Regions from separate parts of the Mus musculus genome. Here region 1 is linked to region 2. Evidence: chromatin contacts called from public Hi-C data. All regions are on one chromosome and are shown on one strand. The core of a region is the stretch at or near the end of the contact, and the rest is flanking DNA. Distances in the headings are between cores, read along the strand shown.

Region 1 (4,088 bases), core at 341-2,840, 100 kb before region 2:
ATAAAAGGAAATGGTTTTGATCGGTTAGTTTTTAGGCAGTTGCCTTTCCTATAAGATAATTGATATATGAAGAATCAGTTATCATCCTATGAACCCGGGAGGCAGCAAGTTAGCAACAAACTTAAATTCCACTATAATTTTAAGTTGGGAATAATTCAGATTTATAATCCAGTAATAGCAAGGATGAGACAGAAGGAACTACAGTTGGAGACCACAGAGTTGCAAGCCAGCCTGGGCTACATGGGAAAGACCCTTTCTCACGAAACAAAACAAATATTTTAAGGGGGTCTTGGTGGCACTTGCCCTTAATTCAAAACACTAAGGAACAGGTGGCTTTCAGGGCCAGCATGGACTAGACAGCAAGAGCCCATCTCAAAACAAACCAGGATGCTCACATCTTGTTTTGTAAATAGGTTTAATCTGAAATCTCTTCTGACCACATTCATACATGTCTCAAATGTTTTCCGTAGTTTTAAAGTAAGTCAGGAATGTTTCAGTTTAGAAAGGAGCTAGATTAAGCTGTGCATCTGAGTGTGCACCTGTACCCTAGTGCATAGAAGACAAAGGTGAGAGGAATATGAGTTCTGAACCAGCCTGGACTATAAAGAGTGACCAGCAAGCTTATTGCTAGTATGCTTTTACCATGTCTGACTCATGTTTCATACTACTGTCACACTCCTTGGACTTGAATGTTTCAGGCTTCCTTTATAAGGACAAATACTGAATCAAACTGAAAGAAAACAGACACATAGAATTATCAAAAAGCCATATAAAACTATGGTTTATTTCTTACTTCATTGGTTCAAGGAATTTTAAGAGCTATACGATACATTTTTACCCAAGATGGTTGCTCAGATTCACCACTGGAGACAAGATTGCCATTCTGAGACTAGCCTGGGCTACCTAGTGATGCTTGTCTCAGCAGCCTCCATCTCAAAAGATGTCTTTTTCATAGTTAAACACATTTGGAAAAAAGAAAATTCTTTCAAAGGAGTAGTTTTTGCTTTTTGTTGACATTTCCCCCTCAATTTTAACGTCTAAGACAAAGTTCTGATAATATGATGTAGTCTACAATAACTAGCAAGCTTGTGGTGTTGATTTGCCAAGCTTACAAAGTACACTTGTGAAATAGTTGAGAACTTTGGCTCCAAGTGTCATGACCAAAGTACATGTGCTATAGGCTATTGCTAACCTTTTACAAAGTTTCAGAAAAATAAGTCAGGTGTGGTAGAGTTCACCTGTAATCCCAGTATTAGCAGCTGCGTAGCAAATTCAGAACCAACGTTTGGTTACCTGATATCCTATCTGGAGAAGCAGAACCAGACAGAAATGGTCAAAAGGTCTACAGAGTGATTGAGAATAACCTGATACATGAAGGCTCAAAACCAATTCAATTTATATTCTCCAGGCCAGTCAGGGCTAGATTGCCCCAAAACAAACAAACAAACAAAACTTAAAAACAAAAGCCCACAAACTCAAAGTGACAGATTGTATCCCAAGTAAATCAAGCTATTAGTGCCCGTGTTTTATTTTTGTTTTTGAGTCTCACCATGTGTAGACCCAAGGCTGTAGTCTATATTGATCTCATTCAGTTGACATTCCTGAGTGAGTGGTAGGATTCCACACATGTGCTACCATGTCTGGCTAAGGGATAGCTCTTGCTTTGTTTTGTTTGTTTTTGTTTTTCCAGACAGGGTTTTTCTGTGTAGTCCTGGCTGTCCTAGAACTCCCTCTGTAAACTAGGCTGGCCTCAAACTCAGAGCTTCCAGAGTGCTGGGATTAAAGCTAAAATGTAGTAAATACATATGTGTATTTATAAATTACGAATGTCCAGCCAGCTTCTACAGGCCTCCCATTTGTAATTGGTTGGTACTTCCAAAGCCACTGGCCTAGTGGTGTGCTTTCAGGCATAGTTTAGACTGACCTGAATGGCCTTGTTGAACTAACTCATCAGTATGCTCAGACACCAGCCATAGGGTCAGGAGTAGCAAGACTTGGATCTGCTGGAAGAAACACATGCACAAGGACCCAGGTTCAGTTCCTGCCAGAGAGGAAACAGAATTATGAGACTTTGTAAGACTGGAGTCGAATAAAGCAAAATATAGATATCAAAGCATCTGGGTTTTGTGTACTGAATATGTTTTTGCCATGGTCTCTGTACTCTGAAGTTTGTTTTCCTTCTGGGTTGAGAGTGCAACTCAGCTCAGTACTGGAGGGAAGCACACCGATTTCAACTCCTACTATCAGAAAAGGAAAAGATGATATTTAATGTTTTCTTTTTTAAGTTATCAATAAAACCATAAATCAAGAATAGGGGCTGGGCGGTGGTGGCACACACCTTTAATTCCAGCACTTGGGAGGCAGAGGCAGCTATATATCTCTGTGAGTTCAAGGTCTGGTCTACATAGCTCTAGGAAGCCAGGGCTATATAGAGAGACCTTGTCTCCAAAACAAAACAACACCAATCATAAAAATCCATTTAATAAAGTTCTCTTACTAATGAGTCCTTTTAGGCTGGTCTCTGGTCAATTTTTGACTTTTTTCCTTTGTCTCATGGAATCAGAGCTAGCTTAAAACTCTCAACCATCCTGCCTACGTCCCTCAGCACACCCCTTGCTTAGCTTTTTAGTCCCTTCGTTGTGGTGGTTTGAAATTACAGGTGTGTTAGGATAATACTGGTTTGTCTTTGATGCTCTTTGACCATAGGTTCCCCCCTTGGTACGTGCTGATGAAAACATTTAATGTGCCAAATTGGGATAAATTAAGGAACAGTAAATTTGGCTCAGTTTTTGGTTGTTTGACTTTGTTCTGTGAGACAGGCTCTTTTGTAGCCCAAGCTGGTCTCAAGCTCACTGTGTATCTGAGGATGACTTGCTACTCTGCCTGCCTCCCCAGGCCATGCTGGGATCACAGTCATGGCCACTATCCCCAGATACTTTTTGCCTTTTTTGAGATAGGATCTTGATATATATTCCATGCTGGCCTTAGACCTCTGAGTGCTGAGATTATGGGAATGCACTAAGCCAGGTTTGCTCCATGTTTCAAAATGCATCCTCCTCCTCCCCCAAGCTCAGAACAATATATAACCATATTCAAAGTTGAAAATAGGAGAAGAGGGGACAGAAATGAGCCATTTTGTAATGGTAACCTGCAATCTGTCTCCTCTCCAATGGCACATTTTTATCAGTTGGTTACTGTGGGACTTTAATTGGGTTTTAAACAGTGTTAATAAGCTAAAGGCATAGATTAAGTGCCTTCTCTTAGCTGATGTGGGCTCCTCCAGTTCTACCTACATACTTATGTTGAGAGAGTGTTTGGGTCAGATCTGCTCTGAGACTGCTTCCCAAGAGGTTTGCAAACTGTTTTCCTTCATAAACCCTGTGTAGTGACTTCAGATGACCTCGTTTATCTCATGGATATTGGATGTTTAGTCCTTGTCATTTGCTATGTGTTGACACAGTTTTAATTTTCAGTGTTTACTCAAAAGTTTTCATTTTAGTAATGATGCAAACCCCACCAGTGATAGGAATAAGAGTATGGTAGAGAAGTTTGCATTGGTTTTTAGGCTCATCACGGCGTGTGTTCCCTAGGATCTCATGGACTTTGCATGATGTGGCACACTATGGCAAATGCAGTTGTTTGTTTCCAAGACTTAACCCAAGACACTGATGACTAATAGCCTAAGAAAAAGAACTTTCTCCCGCCTTTCCACTGATCTACTTTTTAAAAAAATTAATTATGCAAAACTGAATGCAGTTTCTTACTACTGTGCTGACAGGGTGCCTCTTTAGGACACAGCCTAGCTGACAGATCAGTGACAAGTAAAAATATGCCAGCAGTTTAGTAGCTTATGCTTGTGACCCTAATGTGCCAGTAGTGGGCCAGGGAGGCCCTGACTTCTACACCATCTTGGGCTACACCCCTACATTCCCAGATACAGGGGCGACTGAAGCAGGAGGCTCATTTGAGGACTTAAGTAAGTCACAAGTTTAAAATGAGACTGGGCAACATAATATGATCCAGCCTCAAGAATATAATTGTAGCTGAGTGTGCTGGTGCAAGGTTGAATTTCAGCACTCAGGAGGCAG
Region 2 (3,859 bases), core at 1,011-3,510:
CTGACTGTTCTTCCAGAGGACTTGAGTTCAAATCCCAGCAACCACATGGTAGCTCACAACCATCTGTAATGAGATCTAATGTCCTCTTCTGGTGTGTCTGAAGACAGCTACAGTGTACTTATATAGAATAAATAAATAAATGAATGAATGAATGAATGAATGAATAAATAAATAAATAAATCTTAAGAAAAAGAAAACAAAAGCAAAACAAAACTATATCACTAACCCCTCTGGGCAATGACCTGTCCTCTATCAACCCCAGCCTCCTCTCATGCCAGTCACAGGCCACTCAGCTTCTCCATCTTTCCAGCCTCTCTCACATATGAAGTGTTGGAGTCCATCAAAAGACCCTCACTCACAAAGACCACAGAGACCACCATTGCTGCAAACCACAAGAGGTTTTTATTGATCCAATGTGTTGGGGACCCTCCTCTCAGCACCCAGGCCAGAGGAGAGACCCAGAACAAACAAAGGATACACTTTGTATACCTTGTAAGGGGCAGATTTAGGCAACAGGGCTAGCTGGCTTATTCTCATTGGTGTAGCAAGTAACCCTTTCAGGCATTGGTTGGTTTGCATAGGGTGACTAAGTAACCCTTTGGCCTAGTCTCTCACTCTGCCTGCCCCCATGGTTGGTTATTATGATTTTATCAGCAAAGCAGCAGTAGATCTTGAACTTATGGGTCAGTTATTAATGTCACAGCTATTAACATCACAGGGAGTTCTAGCAAGGTCAGGGTGGTTTGTGTTTTTTTTTTGTTTGTTTGTTTGTTTTTTGTTTTTGTCAGAATTCAGTGTGGGGCAGGGTAGGGGAATTTCTCTGGGAACTGCTAATCTTGTTATGGTTATTTTTCTGAGAACAGTTCATTTTGTTTTGGCAGTTGTAGACTTAGTCATTTTGACCACTATGTTTCTGAAAGTCCCTTCAGAGGGGGAGGGGCTAGGTGGTCTTGAACTTATTTTGGATTCTACAGAAGTACTAGCATTGGAAGCTTCAGTCTGTCACACAGTATATCCTTTTACTCAAACAGCTTTATTTGCAAATGTTCATTGCAGTGAGTCACTGGTTTGGTTCAAGGCCTCTGGTTTCTGCCACACCATCAGCACTGGACATTTGATGAGACTCCTCTTGAATATCCTGCTGTTTCCTAAAACCATAGAGACCCTTCAGCTATGGTTAGACAGGACCAGCCATTTTGAGCACTCCAGCACCTTATTATATATGAGATAGTGCCATGGACCACCCCAGTCGGGTATGGGGGTCCCTGGAATGAAGGTCCTTGAAGCTAGGTGGGTAAGGATTTGGCAGTGACAAACAGAAACAAACACAGAGGCAGTTTGAATCTGAGTGTATTCTGCAGATCTCAAGCAGGGGGTTTTATACATTAAAAAACCAAACATTACATCTCTTAGACACTATAGCCAGTGAAACAATCACAGATACCAACAAAAATCATTTGGCAGAGTAAAGCACAAAAATCATCCAAGCATTACAACTCTTAAACTATGCATTCAGTGAATCACAAACAGAACAGATAACATCATTATAAATCATCAAAATATAACAATTCTAAAAGGATGTATTCAATGGGGGCTGTCATCCAAGGCTAGTGGCATATTTCCAGGAGCAGGTTAATAAATTTTTAATGGTCAGAGCTCTTAACCACTGAACTAACTTTCCAGCCCCATGGTCAATTATTATTTAATATCTATTGCCTGATTTTTTATAATCTTCAATGTATTAATTTAAACGATTTTAATTCTTTCATAATAGTTTTGTAAATGATTTAGAAAGTAAAGCATTGGTTTCCCCGGGGATTAGGTCATGTTAGCGGCCCCATCTCTAGGGATGGTTTCTTACCCATTATTATCGCTTAAGATCTTGGCCTAGGCTACCAGGAACATGTAAATAAGAAAAGGAATAAGAGAAAATAAAACAGATTGATTGCCATAAGAACTATGGCTCAATATTTTTTCTCCAACGAAGAGTTTCACAACTCTTCCAGGAGGCCTCCCCCTTTTGAGGTCAATCCCCTCAGTCTGTGGAACTTGTCACACAGATCCTACTGGAGGTGGTGTGGCAAGATAGATATAAGGATAGGCCAACTCAAAGCTAGCTCTGGATTTGGGCCTGGGTGGTAGCTGAGTTTGTCAGCTGACACCTCTGTCACCAGGAGCAAGGGATGGGACCAGCTCAACACAGCCCTTAGGCATCAACATGGCTTCTGGCGGCATCCCATACCACAGACATCTTCATGACCTTTGGTAGTGACTTGGCCACAGATATCAGCACAGGCTGTTGTAACTGGACCACTGACCCACTCATGCTACATGGAGCTCAGGCGTCATCATGACCTCACACCATTTCCATCAACACACCCCTCCCCCACACCAGGCAGCAAAGCCCGAGGACATTACCATGTCAGCAGTCAGCAGCACAGACCACTTATGTGTTGCAGAATGTTTGATCACATTGTGAACCTGTTTGATCACATTGTGTCTACTGAAAAACCCTGTTTCTAGTTGTGGCACACCTTTAATCCCTCTGGCTGGAATACAGATATGCATGCCCTTTGTACACACTGTTAATCCCAAATAATGAAGGTAAAGTTAGTTTGTAGAAGAACCCAGGTTTGAAAGTGATGTCTAATTGAGTGGCAGACAAAGTGACGAATCAGAGAAAGATTTGACAGAATAGGATCAGCCCAGCTCTCATGAGAAGAGAGAGGAAAGGGAAGCTACTGAAAAAATGCAGTGCAGAAAGAAAAAGGGAGGGAGTTTTACTGGGACAGTTGTACAGAGACAAGTTGCAGAGAGAACAAGCTAGACAGAGGTGAAGACAGAACAAGACAGAGAAGGAGAAGGAGCCAGAAGATTAGAACATATTGCCAATGTTAGTATGAGGCTGTGATGGTTTGTATCTGCTTGGCCTAGGAAATGGCACTATTTGGAGCTGTGGCCTTGTTGGAGCAGGTGTGTCACTATGGGTGTGGGCTTTAAGACCTTCATGCTAGCTGCCTGAAAGTCAGTATTCTAGCAGCCTTCAGATGAAGATGTAGGAGTCTCAGCTCCTACTGTACCATGCCTGCTTAGATGCTGCCATGTTCCTGCCTTAATGAAAATGGACTGAATCTCTGAACCTATAAGCCAGCCTATATTAAATGTTGTCCTTAAAAGAGTTGCCTTGGTCATGGTATCTGTTCACAGCAGTAAAGACAGAGACCCTAAGCAGAGACCAAGCAGAGCAATTCAGAAGCTGAGAGAGAGAAAGAGAAAGAGAGAGGAGAGAGAGAGAGGGAGAGAGAGAGAGAGAGAGAAAGAAAGAGAGAGAGAGAGAGAGAGAGAGAGAGAGAGAGAGAGAGAGAGCGAGCGCAGATGGAATCAGTCAATCAGTCATCATCCTGGAGAGGAGTTTGAGCCAGAACAGCTGAGTTGAACCAGCCAGCTAGAGTTCAGAAAGAACAAGAGAGGGTGATCTTATTCAGCAACAAACCTCAGAAGCTGAAAACATTCTAGGCCTAGATAAGATTGTACAGAGGCTAAGCTTCCAGGACTAGGTCTAGGTTTCTAGGTTAGCAGGTGGAGGCAGTATGCTTCTGAGGTGATATTTCATACAAGTGAATAAAAGCTGCTATTTCACCTACATCAACATAGATTTTGAGTTTTATCTTGGTCTGGGACAGCAGCATGGAGCACCAACACCAACATGGGTGGCACCACAGACCATGATGATCCAGAAAGTGAACCTTTTCTCAGTCCAGCCCCCATAGGTGCCCAGAGCCAGGGTAATCCAAGACTGGTCAGTGTGCTTGGGGGCTGAGTCTGCATAAGCTCCAGGCTGCTGTACACCTCCCTGAGG

What was found. A called contact is a pair of places that touch in the nucleus more often than the background predicts.
Region 1: a contact with region 2 is called in a Hi-C map of liver, with 3 times the contacts expected there. The contact joins two enhancer-like sites. A contact is called at or near these places in 6 of 484 Hi-C or Micro-C datasets (the HPC-7 cell line, liver and nephron progenitors), 2 of 115 datasets of contacts at active chromatin or transcription factors (both in embryonic stem cells) and 2 of 9 other capture datasets (adipose tissue and pancreatic islet).

Annotation. Positions count from the first base shown.
Region 1 is chr4:108,230,928-108,235,015 of GRCm38.p6, reverse strand. Zyg11b (zyg-ll family member B, cell cycle regulator) reads left to right here. Exons shown (of 14, transcript NM_001033634.3): 14 at 1-4,088. Among named protein-coding and RNA genes, the nearest start is that of Zyg11a, 15 kb to the right of the region's middle. Within about 2 kb of position 1,590, at least 6 of the 459 cell types and tissues checked have an H3K27ac peak or open chromatin away from gene starts, as enhancers often do. A contact at or near this core is called in liver, where this site is marked.
Region 2 is chr4:108,129,167-108,133,025 of GRCm38.p6, reverse strand. It overlaps a transcript of Scp2 not described here. Among named protein-coding and RNA genes, the nearest start is that of Scp2, 13 kb to the right of the region's middle. Within about 2 kb of position 2,260, at least 3 of the 459 cell types and tissues checked have an H3K27ac peak or open chromatin away from gene starts, as enhancers often do. A contact at or near this core is called in liver, where this site is marked.